Linked DNA regions of Drosophila melanogaster: region 2 is linked to region 1. Evidence: chromatin contacts called from public Hi-C data. All regions are on one chromosome and are shown on one strand. The core of a region is the stretch at or near the end of the contact, and the rest is flanking DNA. Distances in the headings are between cores, read along the strand shown.

Region 1 (6,214 bases), core at 2,819-5,318:
AGTGCAAGTGACCCTCCCTAGACCACCAAACTGGTAGTTTCTACTCTTTCAATAAGTCTAAATACCAGTAGATCTTATTTATGTTGGTTTAAAGCTCTCCCTAACTTCTTTTCTATTTTAACTAGGCCCTTCTCACCGCCCTGGTTCTCTCGGTCATTATCGTGCTGACCATCATCGGGAACATCCTGGTGATTCTGAGTGTGTTCACCTACAAGCCGCTGCGCATCGTCCAGAACTTCTTCATAGTTTCGCTGGCGGTGGCCGATCTCACGGTGGCCCTTCTGGTGCTGCCCTTCAACGTGGCTTACTCGATCCTGGGGCGCTGGGAGTTCGGCATCCACCTGTGCAAGCTGTGGCTCACCTGCGACGTGCTGTGCTGCACTAGCTCCATCCTGAACCTGTGTGCCATAGCCCTCGACCGGTACTGGGCCATTACGGACCCCATCAACTATGCCCAGAAGAGGACCGTTGGTCGCGTCCTGCTCCTCATCTCCGGGGTGTGGCTACTTTCGCTGCTGATAAGTAGTCCGCCGTTGATCGGCTGGAACGACTGGCCGGACGAGTTCACAAGCGCCACGCCCTGCGAGCTGACCTCGCAGCGAGGCTACGTGATCTACTCCTCGCTGGGCTCCTTCTTTATTCCGCTGGCCATCATGACGATCGTCTACATCGAGATCTTCGTGGCCACGCGGCGCCGCCTAAGGGAGCGAGCCAGGGCCAACAAGCTTAACACGATCGCTCTGAAGTCCACTGAGCTCGAGCCGATGGCAAACTCCTCGCCCGTCGCCGCCTCCAACTCCGGCTCCAAGTCGCGTCTCCTAGCCAGCTGGCTTTGCTGCGGCCGGGATCGGGCCCAGTTCGCCACGCCTATGATCCAGAACGACCAGGAGAGCATCAGCAGTGAAACCCACCAGCCGCAGGATTCCTCCAAAGCGGGTCCCCATGGCAACAGCGATCCCCAACAGCAGCACGTGGTCGTGCTGGTCAAGAAGTCGCGTCGCGCCAAGACCAAGGACTCCATTAAGCACGGCAAGACCCGTGGTGGCCGCAAGTCGCAGTCCTCGTCCACATGCGAGCCCCACGGCGAGCAACAGCTCTTACCCGCCGGCGGGGATGGCGGTAGCTGCCAGCCCGGCGGAGGCCACTCTGGAGGCGGAAAGTCGGACGCCGAGATCAGCACGGAGAGCGGGAGCGATCCCAAAGGTTGCATACAGGTAAGACTCTTCGTAATCGTGAAGATATTGCAAGCCCATAATTGTTTTACACATTTATTTTAATAAAAATATTTGTAATAAAGGGTCTTGTGTTTACAACTGCTAATAAGTCTAGATAATAAATACATATACATATTATACCCGTTACTTATCGAGTATAAGGGTATACTAGATTCGTTGAAAAGTATTTAACAGGCCGACTATATAAAGTATATAAATTCTTGATCAGGATCAAAAGCCGAGTCGATCTAGGTATGTCCGTCTGTCCGATTGTCCGTATGAACGTTGAGATCTCAGGAAATATAAAAACTAGAAGGCTCAGACAAAGACGCAGCGCAACTTTGACTCATGTTGCCACGCCCACAAACCGCACAAAACTGCCCCGCCCAAACTTTTGAAAAACGTCTTGATATTTTTTCATATTTTTATAAGCCTTGTAAATTTCTATCTATTTGCCACGCTAGGGTATCTAATATTCAGGGAAATCGACAAAAAAATTAAAAATCTAAAGTGCTCTTTTATTTAGAGAGCCACATGGAACAAGCGATATAAGTTGTATAAGTTGTATGGGAGAAATGGCTTTTTCCATGCCACTTGATTAATTAAACTTTTCCTCACCTCGATTCCAGGTCTGCGTGACTCAGGCGGACGAGCAAACGTCCCTAAAGCTGACCCCGCCGCAATCCTCGACGGGAGTCGCTGCCGTTTCTGTCACTCCGTTGCAGAAGAAGACTAGTGGGGTTAACCAGTTCATTGAGGAGAAACAGAAGATCTCGCTTTCCAAGGAGCGGCGAGCGGCTCGCACCCTGGGCATCATCATGGGCGTGTTCGTCATCTGCTGGCTGCCCTTCTTCCTCATGTACGTCATTCTGCCCTTCTGCCAGACCTGCTGCCCCACGAACAAGTTCAAGAACTTCATCACCTGGCTGGGCTACATCAACTCGGGCCTGAATCCGGTCATCTACACCATCTTCAACCTGGACTACCGCCGGGCCTTCAAGCGACTTCTGGGCCTGAATTGAGGCTGGCTGGCGGGGGCGGGTGGAAGATATAAACCGGGCCAATCATGGTTCGAGCGGGAGAGCGTAACTCAAAGTTTGTGCCAAACTTAAATGGTCGTGTATGCGTTCAGCGGAGATCTCAGTCTATGTACAGTTGGACCCCCAGTTGATGAACTTCCGAGTTCAACTTCTCTAACACATATATACTTTCAAATGCGTTCTTGGTGAACTCATTTTGAAGAAGTGGATGAATTTGGTAAAGTGTAATAGATTGAATATAATTTTTAATGTTTAACGTTTCGGCAAAGTGAAAAGCCCCCACATTGGAAAGTCAAAGATGAGACTCGAGTGTATATATAGTTTCAAACTAAGTTATTATTTCTAGCCGTAATTAAAATACTTTCATTTAGTTTTGAACATTTTTTTAATATATTGTTGTTTGGAATCGATTGAGATGTACCACCACATTAAGCGTAGATTGTTCAATACTCATACTAAAATGGGTTGTGCTGCGATTAAAGTGAGGATGTTGCCTCAAGGCACAGCTACTAGGAAAATCATAAAAATTACATGGTAAAGAATTATACATGCATTATACTCCAGCTAAGTGGCATCCCAAACGAGAATAGCATCAAATTGAATTTAATACAATTAAATTAAATGTTTAGGCACAAAGAATTGTGGCAACTTTCGTGTTTCACCCTAAGCGTATGGATAACCAAAAAGGTGTTTGTTAAATTAAATCTGCGCTCAAGATATGTAAGCAACTACTAAGCTAAATAATAACTTCCAAGAGAGAAACGTTTTCTAGGCATTACTTTAACGATTTGTATTTATATGTACTTTAATTGTAGGTAAACGATAAACCACTATACCTAATGTATACTTTCAAATACGCTTTGGACTATTTGTTAAATAATTTAACGATTAATTGTTTTTATGGCATAGCAACTATTGTGTTGAGTGGGCAGCTTAAAGCTAGCACATCGAAACTTACTTAAGGTAGATAAATGTTTAACTGCACGTTACGAAATGCAACAGAGTTGGCGAAAGGACGTAATTCAATGGATGTGTTAACTCAAGTACATGCTATATCGTAAATGTATATCACAATTTATGTCTTTTAACGACGATGTACGATAGTTTCACTAATTATATTGTTTAACGAGAAAGAGCGAGCAAAGCGTAAATGAAACAAATAAAAGACACATTCGAATTAAAGTTATAAGAAAAAGCGTTTGAATTTATCTAGATTGGTCTACCTTCTTAAGGGTAAGTTAATTAGGTTTCAAAACGAAAGACTTTTTCCCTCTTAAAAGATCTAGCTGAAAAAATGATTACCTAGCAAGACCCGTAGTTTTAGCGACACCTTCTGATAACTTACATTATATATCCTTCGTTACAATGTATTTCTTGTGCTTATAATTTTTAACTAAATAATTTTCAAAACTTCCTTCCTCTAAACGGTTTCGAGCTATTGGACATTCTCATTGCTGCCAGTACAGAAAATAATTAAATTCGTTTGATTATTTTAGCAGAATAGTTTCCCTTTGGCCCAAATGAAAACAAACAGAAAACGAATAAGTTGGTTTTTAAATTTTATTGACACGGTTGGAAGAACCTGTAATACATAAAATGAATCAGTGCATCAGTGCACTTTAAAGTACAATAATTTTTCATATTTACATTATCTCTTCGCCTGACTGCAAAGTACGCGGCATGGCATATCGTTACAACAAAGACACTAGAATAACACTAGAATTATTCTAAGGGGTCTTTGGTTACAAGCTGTTTACCCGCAACTATCGGCTGCGTTCGATAGCCATTCGCAGGGAACGCCGGTTTGTTTCAGGTAGCTCAATTGTCTCACCACTAGCAAAGTGACGGCTTGTAAATTGTTGGGATTTAAAATTTAAAATTGTCTGCTGCACAGGGCAAGATCCTAAACATTGGTTACCTGAGAGCGCGGATTTCCGCGAAGCGAGACGCGTTCACAGACAAGCAGACCGCATCCCTTCGCAGAGCGCATCCCTGTAATGAATATAAGCCAGCGACGCACTTGAAAGACCAGCCAGACCAATGGAGACCTCGGAAGCGGTGAATACGTGTGAGGAGGGAGACCAGCTGAACGGCTCCTTCCGCCTGCAGTGCTCGATGTCCTCCGTGGATATGGAGAGCGAGAGTGACCTCTCGCTGGCATTCGAGCGCGAGGAGCAAATACCGGATGGCGGCTGCGACGAGCTGCCGGCCTTCGAGATCCGCGCCTTCTCGCCGCATGGACGCACCCCGTCGCCCATCGACGATCTCGATCTGTCGGACATCGAGACGCCCAAGCAGCCGCAGAGGCAGCATCTCCTTCCGGAAGAGGAACCCCAGAACGATCCTCAGTACGTTGCCCTACACGAGATAAACGCCCAGATCAGCCCGCCCAATGACGCCGACGACTCCAACAGCTTGGAGACGATCTTCGAGGGCGTTTTCCTGAGCACCCCGCCCCGCGATAAAGCTTCCAGCTCGGGCAATTCCCGATTTACGCCCAAGCGCGGACGTGCAAATCTCATCGAGCTGATGGCCAACCGGCTGCACGGCGGCAAGGAGAACCAGTCGCCGGGAGCGCGAGTCTCTGACCCGCATTTACCCTCGCCACTCAAGGACCCCACCTAGTGACCGCAGTCCAGCCTTCCCAACCAAAGCCATGGAGCCCTCGCTCAGACTGCCATCGATGTTCTAGAATAAGTTACCATTTACCTGAATGTATTGTTCACACCCAGCGGTCAGCAGGTGTACACCCAGATGTGTATCCTCGGCTGATCCTTCAGTTTACCTAAGCTTCGTGTCACGCGTTTTCCGATGTCAGGCTAAAAGATTTTGTAGTGGTAAATAAAGATTGTCGTCTTTCCATGTTTCAAACATTAAACCAAGGTTATGCTCTTCCCTGCCGGGCAGATGGTCCAGGTAGGCAGAAGGAAGGTTTATATTGCTCATAGAACAGACTGATCAGCGGTACCTAGAACTAAACCAACCACTATTGTAAACACTGGAAAGTTCGATGGCTAATTGACGGATCTAGGCATACATTGCTACTACGTAATTTGTAGTACAAATTGATTTTCGAAGCCAGTATGTTTACAACATATTGTAGAATGTTCGATGTAACAGTTTGAAAAATAAAATATCGTACTACGATGTTCGTTTAAAAACTTGTCTGAATAATATCCTTCTCACGTTTCGATTTATTTATAAAGAAAATGTCAATATTTGCTTATTAATCTGAAATGTAATGGTAATTTTTGGACCTCGTGTACCTTAGGACTACTATTTTTACACTAATCCTATTGTACCTAGGTAGTACATTGAGTAAACTAGTATAAAAATAAGTAATTCTGTGATTAGGTATATTATTGGAAGATACTAAATCACTACTTTCCTGAGTCGCATTGCGAATTCGCGTCGTACACAAACTCTACGCTGGAAGCATTATTCAAACTTAAAAATAATTGGGACGAGCATTGAAAGTAATATAGAGTAATAAAATCGGGAATGTTTCATAGGTTATAGAACACATTCGAAAGTAAAACAGCGACCAGGACAGGGGAAAATGATTACTTAACTTTACAATTTTGTAGGCAATTACAAAAGTTAAATAACACTTGCTTTTTTTCTATATGGCAGTGTGAAACGCATTTTGTCCAGCAAGTCCTGTCGTGCGATTCGCATCCAATCAGAAGTTCTTTGAATGACGCGATGCTGAAAACACCTTGACGCGCAGCAACCCTGGATTAACTTCTTGCCATCTGAAATAGGTTGGTGAATAATTAGACGACTTTTAACGAAATATGCCCCTTACTAACCGCAAACGGCGTTCGCCCAGCCTGGCCTTCACCCTGTTCTTAATGGTGGACACTCCGTTTGCGCTGTGAAGACCACGGCCCGTGATAATGAATACGTGCTTGTACACGCGGGTGGTGTTGCGCAGCACAGTTATGTGGCGGTCAAGGA
Region 2 (5,938 bases), core at 3,221-5,720, 70 kb after region 1:
TCTTTAAACTTTTAATAATTAATATATGTATTTTGATCAATTACAGACTTTCATAGGATTGTACAATTTCTAATGTGTCTACATTTACATTCTACTCTACACTCTCCACCTTCTACCTTTTCTACATATGAATCAAATTTAATGGATACCAGGAATTCGAATCACATACATATCTGGGTAACGATTTTGAGTGTATCCTTGTTGGCCTCGTTTTGTTATTTGCCGTTGGTTTGCAGCACGCCGCTGCAATCATCATTAAAACTTATTCAATGGCACACTCCTTCGTTGTGTCCTGGCTTGTCCTGGGTCGTCCTGTTGCGAGCCCCGCATTTCGTGCGCCGATGGGGTCCTTTGTTGGGGTCAGGCATTCCATGGGTAATTCCTGTCGCCTGTTTTGCTTTTGTGCACATAATGATTTTAATAAATTAAATTAAATTTGTACACGTCAAACATGTGTCGCCAACAATGCGACTTAAATTGAGAGCCACCGAGTAGTGGAGTTGCGAGAAAGAGACCAACTGAGGTCCTGCCAAGTCAATAAAAAATTGAGCCAGCCCCCGTTCCACCCCCTCCTCCGATCAACCGAAACTGAGCAGCGACAACAAAAGTGACCCAAATATTTTGCAAGGACAATGCACTGGAGCACAATGCAAACAAGGGGCGTGGGGGCAGGTTGGTGGTGGCGCGGAGATATGAAGCGAGTCCTGAACAGGACGAACAGAACGAACAGGGACCGCAAGCGGAAGGGCGGGACGGTGTCTCTGGTCAAGTAAATAAACAAAAGTAATTGCATAAATTTATATAAATTAATGGAAATGCATCATGGAATTTGGACTAACGCCAAATGAAATTTAAGTGCTAAAGTTCCCAACTTTCCGTTTCTCGAGAGAATAAATTCGGTACGATTGTGTTTAAGTGAATGTTTGCATGTCTGCATGTATGTCTCTATGGGCAGCTTTTAATTATAGTGATTTTAAATTGCCTCTCAGGTAATTATTGTATATAGCTGTAAATTTCTCAGTTGCATTCTAATCCACAGATTGGTGAGTCCTATGAGGTGCTGATAACAAAGTTGGGGACTCTCAGTCTTTAATAACTAATAAATCAAAATCAATAGATCAAAAAGAAATCAAAGAGTTTGTAGATCATATATCCACTATCCAAGTCCCCGGTCTGACTATCCACCAATGATGGCTGGGCAATCTGTTCCCAGTGGACGGTGCAACCAAGAAACCTTCCGATTGGCGCGCTCACTCACCTGCACAGGTAACAGGTAGATCGCGGCCCTGCCCTTGGAGGGAGAGCGAGAGAGCAGGCTACTGAGGGCGTGAATTGAGTGCATACTATGAATACACACAGATGCCCGATGACTGACCCTCGCGAGTGAGTTATAGGGAGGGATGATGCGCTGGGTTAATGACCCTGGTCTTTAGGGAACACTTAGGAGCAGTGATCTTTCAATCTAGTTAATATGTTGATACCAGGAGAAATTGAAGACAGTATTAAAGATCATCACCATCATCTTTTGATTCTGTGATTTTCGAGACATACGGGCAGTGCTGGGCTCGGCAATTAAGGAATTCAGTCGATGCTTCATTCCGTGATTCGTGAATATTTATTGAATCTATGGTTTGCTTGGCCAAATTGGGCTTTTTAATCATATTTATCCGTCTGTAAGATCGCTAAAATTTCGGAATTTAAAAGAGCTAGAATCAATGAACTATTTGATTAAGTGGGGTTTAAGTTTACAAAAAATCATTCACTGAAAGCACTGAAAGTTCTTCACTAAAGTCTATACATTTTTTTTGCCTTATTATCAACTAGTTAATATTTTTGTTTTGCCAAAACAACAGCAACATGTGTATATCTTGTCGAGGGCATTAACTTGTCTCCTTTCGCACCCTTTGACCAATGGACCATGGTCACGAGACTAATCCCGATACAGTGGTAAAAAAGGGGCTTTCAATCTACAATTTATCTGGGATCCCGGGGCCATCAACTGATTGATTGACAAGCCATTTACATTAACTTTGACGAGCGGGCGGTGGAAGCAATTAAAGCCAGCCATAAACTGTCAACGTTTTTCTACGAGTGTGTCAAAGGTCAGCGGACAACGAGAAGAACAAAAACAACAGTCAGTGGCAGGAGGGCAAAAACAACAATGCTGTCAGCTAATTAAAAATGCACATAAAATGTAAAACAAACAGCGAGGAAACTAATGACTGCAAAATCAATACATGAAAAAGTGCGGATAAGGTGAGACAAAAAATAAATACAAATAAATAACTGAAAATAATTAATAATTTAAGAGCTCAAGCGCTCGCTGTCGGAAAAAATGGAGTATGAAAAAGCTGACGTAAATAAATTAAGGCGAAATGAATTCAAAATTCAGCGCGTAAATAAATAATAAATATCATTACGCTTAGTTAATAAAAAACCCAATTAAGGCCTCGAAAGATGCGCCAAAAGAGAAGTCCGTTTTAAATCACATTTTTCGGGCAGCAAGAACGAAATCGGAAGAGCGAGCTTCCGACGATCCCATGAATGAATGAATGTCATGAAGTCAACTAGGAAAAAGCACATAACACTCATTTATTAATGTACCATTTCAGCAGCCACCCACTGGAGTCTTCCACCACCCACCTCCCACAACGAGAGAGTCGAATGGCGAGAGAGAGCGGGAAATTCGACAGAAAATGAGTTGCGAATGGGGCATGCAATGGTGTGGGTGTATAAACAAAGCAGAGCCTGCTCGAACTTTAAAATTTATTGCTTTGTTCATAGGAATTTTGAGTAGTTTTCAATCAAGCCCAAAAAAAAACATGAGGAAATGTATGTATAGAAAAATTCTCACAAACGGTTCCTCTTAGCGTTTCTCGCTTGACCATCATTGACCATAAATTCATTTAAAGTACATTTTTTCAGAGTGTAATTTTTAGTTTTTTTTACACGTAAACGTTTTGAACTCTGTAATAAATTCTTTCGCATGCCATGCGCATTTGGTTGAATTTTGCTCTCAGTAATAGTGACATTGAAATCTTGTCTGTCAACAGAGCATTTTCCTGAATGTTAATGACTGGAAGCTGTCGAAAGAGAAGAGATGCTATGCTCTCTTTCGCTGTTAGCCCCACTGTTACTGTTAGCCGGCTGAATTGAAACTGGTTTTCGCTAACAGAGTTGATAGGATTGTGCGGTTGACAGTTGAATTCACGCAGTTTTAGGGCTTCGCTCAGCCTAATCCGTTGCTAAGGTATGGAGTTACTCACCCAAACTAAATGATTGCCCACAGGTGCAGTGCATTACATATTGTTAACAACCCGTTTTTGAGGGGTCAACTCCAAAGGAATTGCGTCAATGCATTAAATCCTATACACAAAAATGTTCTAAAACACGAGTTTTTAAAAATTCTACAAATTCACGTATTCAATCATTAGATAAATATATTTTTACTTATAAAATATCAAAAATGGAGGCTATTGATAACGATTTCTGTGAGCAGACGCTTTTCAATCATTTAACAGTTTGCCTTTACAGTGCCTTTGTTTACATGTTAACCTAGGACAAGAAACACGTCGCACCACTCCAGTGACAACAGCGGCCGTTACAGTCATTATTTTAAATGTTAATGGACCGTTCAATGCGCGCTAACTTTCTGTTAACACACGAGCCCTTAGTTTATGGGCCTGTTAAACGGTTGAATGTGAGTGCCGACTATTAACATGATTGTTTGCTTGCGGAATAAGTTCCCGTTGGGCGATAACTAATTTTACGTGTTGCGAATGGGATTTCAGCACAGAATAAACCTCTTTTATACCTTGTCTTTCAGACACTTTATAATCCCGGAAAGTATTCTCTGATTAGGATTGCTCCAAACCTGAGTAGTAACATTCAAATCCATTTGTATTTCTCACATGCATATTTTTTAATTTGATTATGATTAAACGTCCCTTGTCGAATTCTACGGGTGGTCGGGTTGTTTTGTTTGATTGGAAAATAGGCCGCGTTACAGCTACGAAAGTTGGATTTCTCACGAATCCACGGACCCATCATCGATAACTTCATTAGCCATAAAGTTTTTAGTTTTTCCATTTCCTGAATGACTTTCATATGTGGCATGCTAAGCAGCAGACGAAAAGTATAATTAATAAAGCTCATCGCTGGCCACTCCCCCTTCCGGTGGCTGAAAACAAGTGCCTTTGTGTAATGTTCATTTGCATGGCGCGCGGCACAAAAATGTTGTGTACATTGCGGTAATTAGGCTACGTGCATGGCATTTGAACCCTTTCAATTGCCGTCTGGCATTTCAATTGCGCTTAACAGATGCACCTGCCGCTGTTGGGAAAGCCCTGTTAGCAACTGGAGTTATGTAAACGCTAACAGAAACGCTCTCTTTCTGCGCAGAGAGCGGCTCTCTCTTTGCTATTGACTCTCCGCCGAGGTGACGTATTTTATTTTACAGTCGAACGCGAACCAGTTACTTCCGAAGTTTCCCAGCGAGCGGTACACGGGCGGGCGATTTGTCCGAGAAGTGAAACAAGTCAGCATTTTTAGCACGTCACGACGAGGCAAGCAAAATCTTAAAAGAAAACACGAAAAGGCGAGACAGAACTGTGCGTGAAACATTGTGCATCGTTGCGAGTGCTTCTATTCAAAGCACCCAGCGAAAATATGTAAATAAAACGTTGTAAGCTACAGAATAAGCCCGGTTTCACAGTGCGCCCCATTCATATGCAAATCGGAATCGGTGCCGCAAACTAAGCAGCACATAATTTGCGAATTAAATCAAAACACACATCGCTCCGTCTCGCTCTTTTGAGCCGGCATCCTGGCAGCAACAACAATTGCAGGACATTAAACGGACGCCTGGCTGAACGTTACGCGACGCGAACCGTTAACCGTTACGCTTCCGCTTTACGGCTTACGTAGCTCGCGCACGGGCCTGTGTGTGTGTGATTTGCGGATTTAACAATTGGCAACGGGGCGGATGAGAAACGCGATGCCGCCCACGTAATGTGTGCCGAAATTTAAATTGCACTCTATGTATACGACTGTGTGTCGGCGTGAGTGTGTGTGTGTGTGTGTGGATAACGATTACCATAAACGTAAACAAAGGGATTAGACGTTACGTTGCCGGGATTACGCCAGCAGTAGCGACAGACTTTTTCCGATAGCTGCAGCTTCCATTCTCAGGTGAGTTTCGTAAATGATGTATTACCTGAGAGGCATGCGATGTGGGGTGAGGGCGGGGCGGGGATCCTGTGGCGGCACTTGTGGTTGCTGTGTGTGGCATGTTAAGTGCAATCCATTATACAGATATGTGCCTTGCACATGCAGGTTTGCTCTCCTCTAGCCTCCAGCCTCTCGCCTTCTTTGTTGCCCTGTCCCTTTCTCCGTTCTGTTCTATCCTGTTTTTGATTCTGTTTCTGGGCTTGCCTTGTGTGTGTTTTCGGTTACCACAAAACTTAGCCTGCGCAAGTGTGTGTGATCTCCGCACGGAGTGAAGTGGGGAGTGGCGGGGGAGCCCCTTAATGCATCCATCAACTTCATTGGAATGCCATTCAATCAGCATTCCCTTTTTTCCTTAGAGTTTTTGCCGTTTTGCATTCTGCAGTTGCGCCACAAAAGAAAATGGGAAAAGTGACACACTTAGAGCGGGAAAACTGCTGCAGGTGCACAACTCATAGGGCGCATCATTTCGGTCGTTCTTCTATAACTTTAAAGTATTTCGCAAAAACATTAAGGGATCTATGGAGAAAGATTGTGGTTGAATGATGCAATTTAAATAAACAAAATATTTTAACGTTTTTCTTATCTGACAAAAATGCATAGGAAATAAAAACAGTTCATAGAAAACATTTTCAAAGGTTTTAAGTGGTGATTTTGTTGTGATCAATTGGATCAGCTGAGTTAGTAAACTCGTGTGTTAATAATGGACATA

Evidence for each region. Hi-C and Micro-C count contacts between places; a contact is called where the count stands out from the background.
Region 2: a Hi-C map of the Kc167 cell line shows a contact between it and region 1, with 2.2 times the contacts expected there. A contact is called at or near these places in 4 of 107 Hi-C or Micro-C datasets (the Clone 8 cell line, the D17-c3 cell line, the Kc167 cell line and 1 more).

Annotation. Positions count from the first base shown.
Region 1 is chr3L:22,061,839-22,068,052 of dm6, forward strand. CG14561 reads left to right here and starts at 4,069. Exons shown (of 1, transcript NM_001275272.1): 1 at 4,069-5,378. The coding sequence starts at 4,295. The coding sequence ends at 4,879. Oct-TyrR (Octopamine-Tyramine receptor) reads left to right here. Exons shown (of 4, transcript NM_079695.4): 3 at 126-1,214; 4 at 1,844-3,441. The coding sequence ends at 2,236. CG7139 reads right to left here. Exons shown (of 5, transcript NM_141121.4): 4 at 6,067-6,214; 5 at 5,432-6,009. The coding sequence ends at 5,937.
Region 2 is chr3L:22,131,620-22,137,557 of dm6, forward strand. It overlaps olf413 (olf413,), which reads left to right and starts at 4,471. Exons shown (of 11, transcript NM_001275275.1): 1 at 4,471-5,190.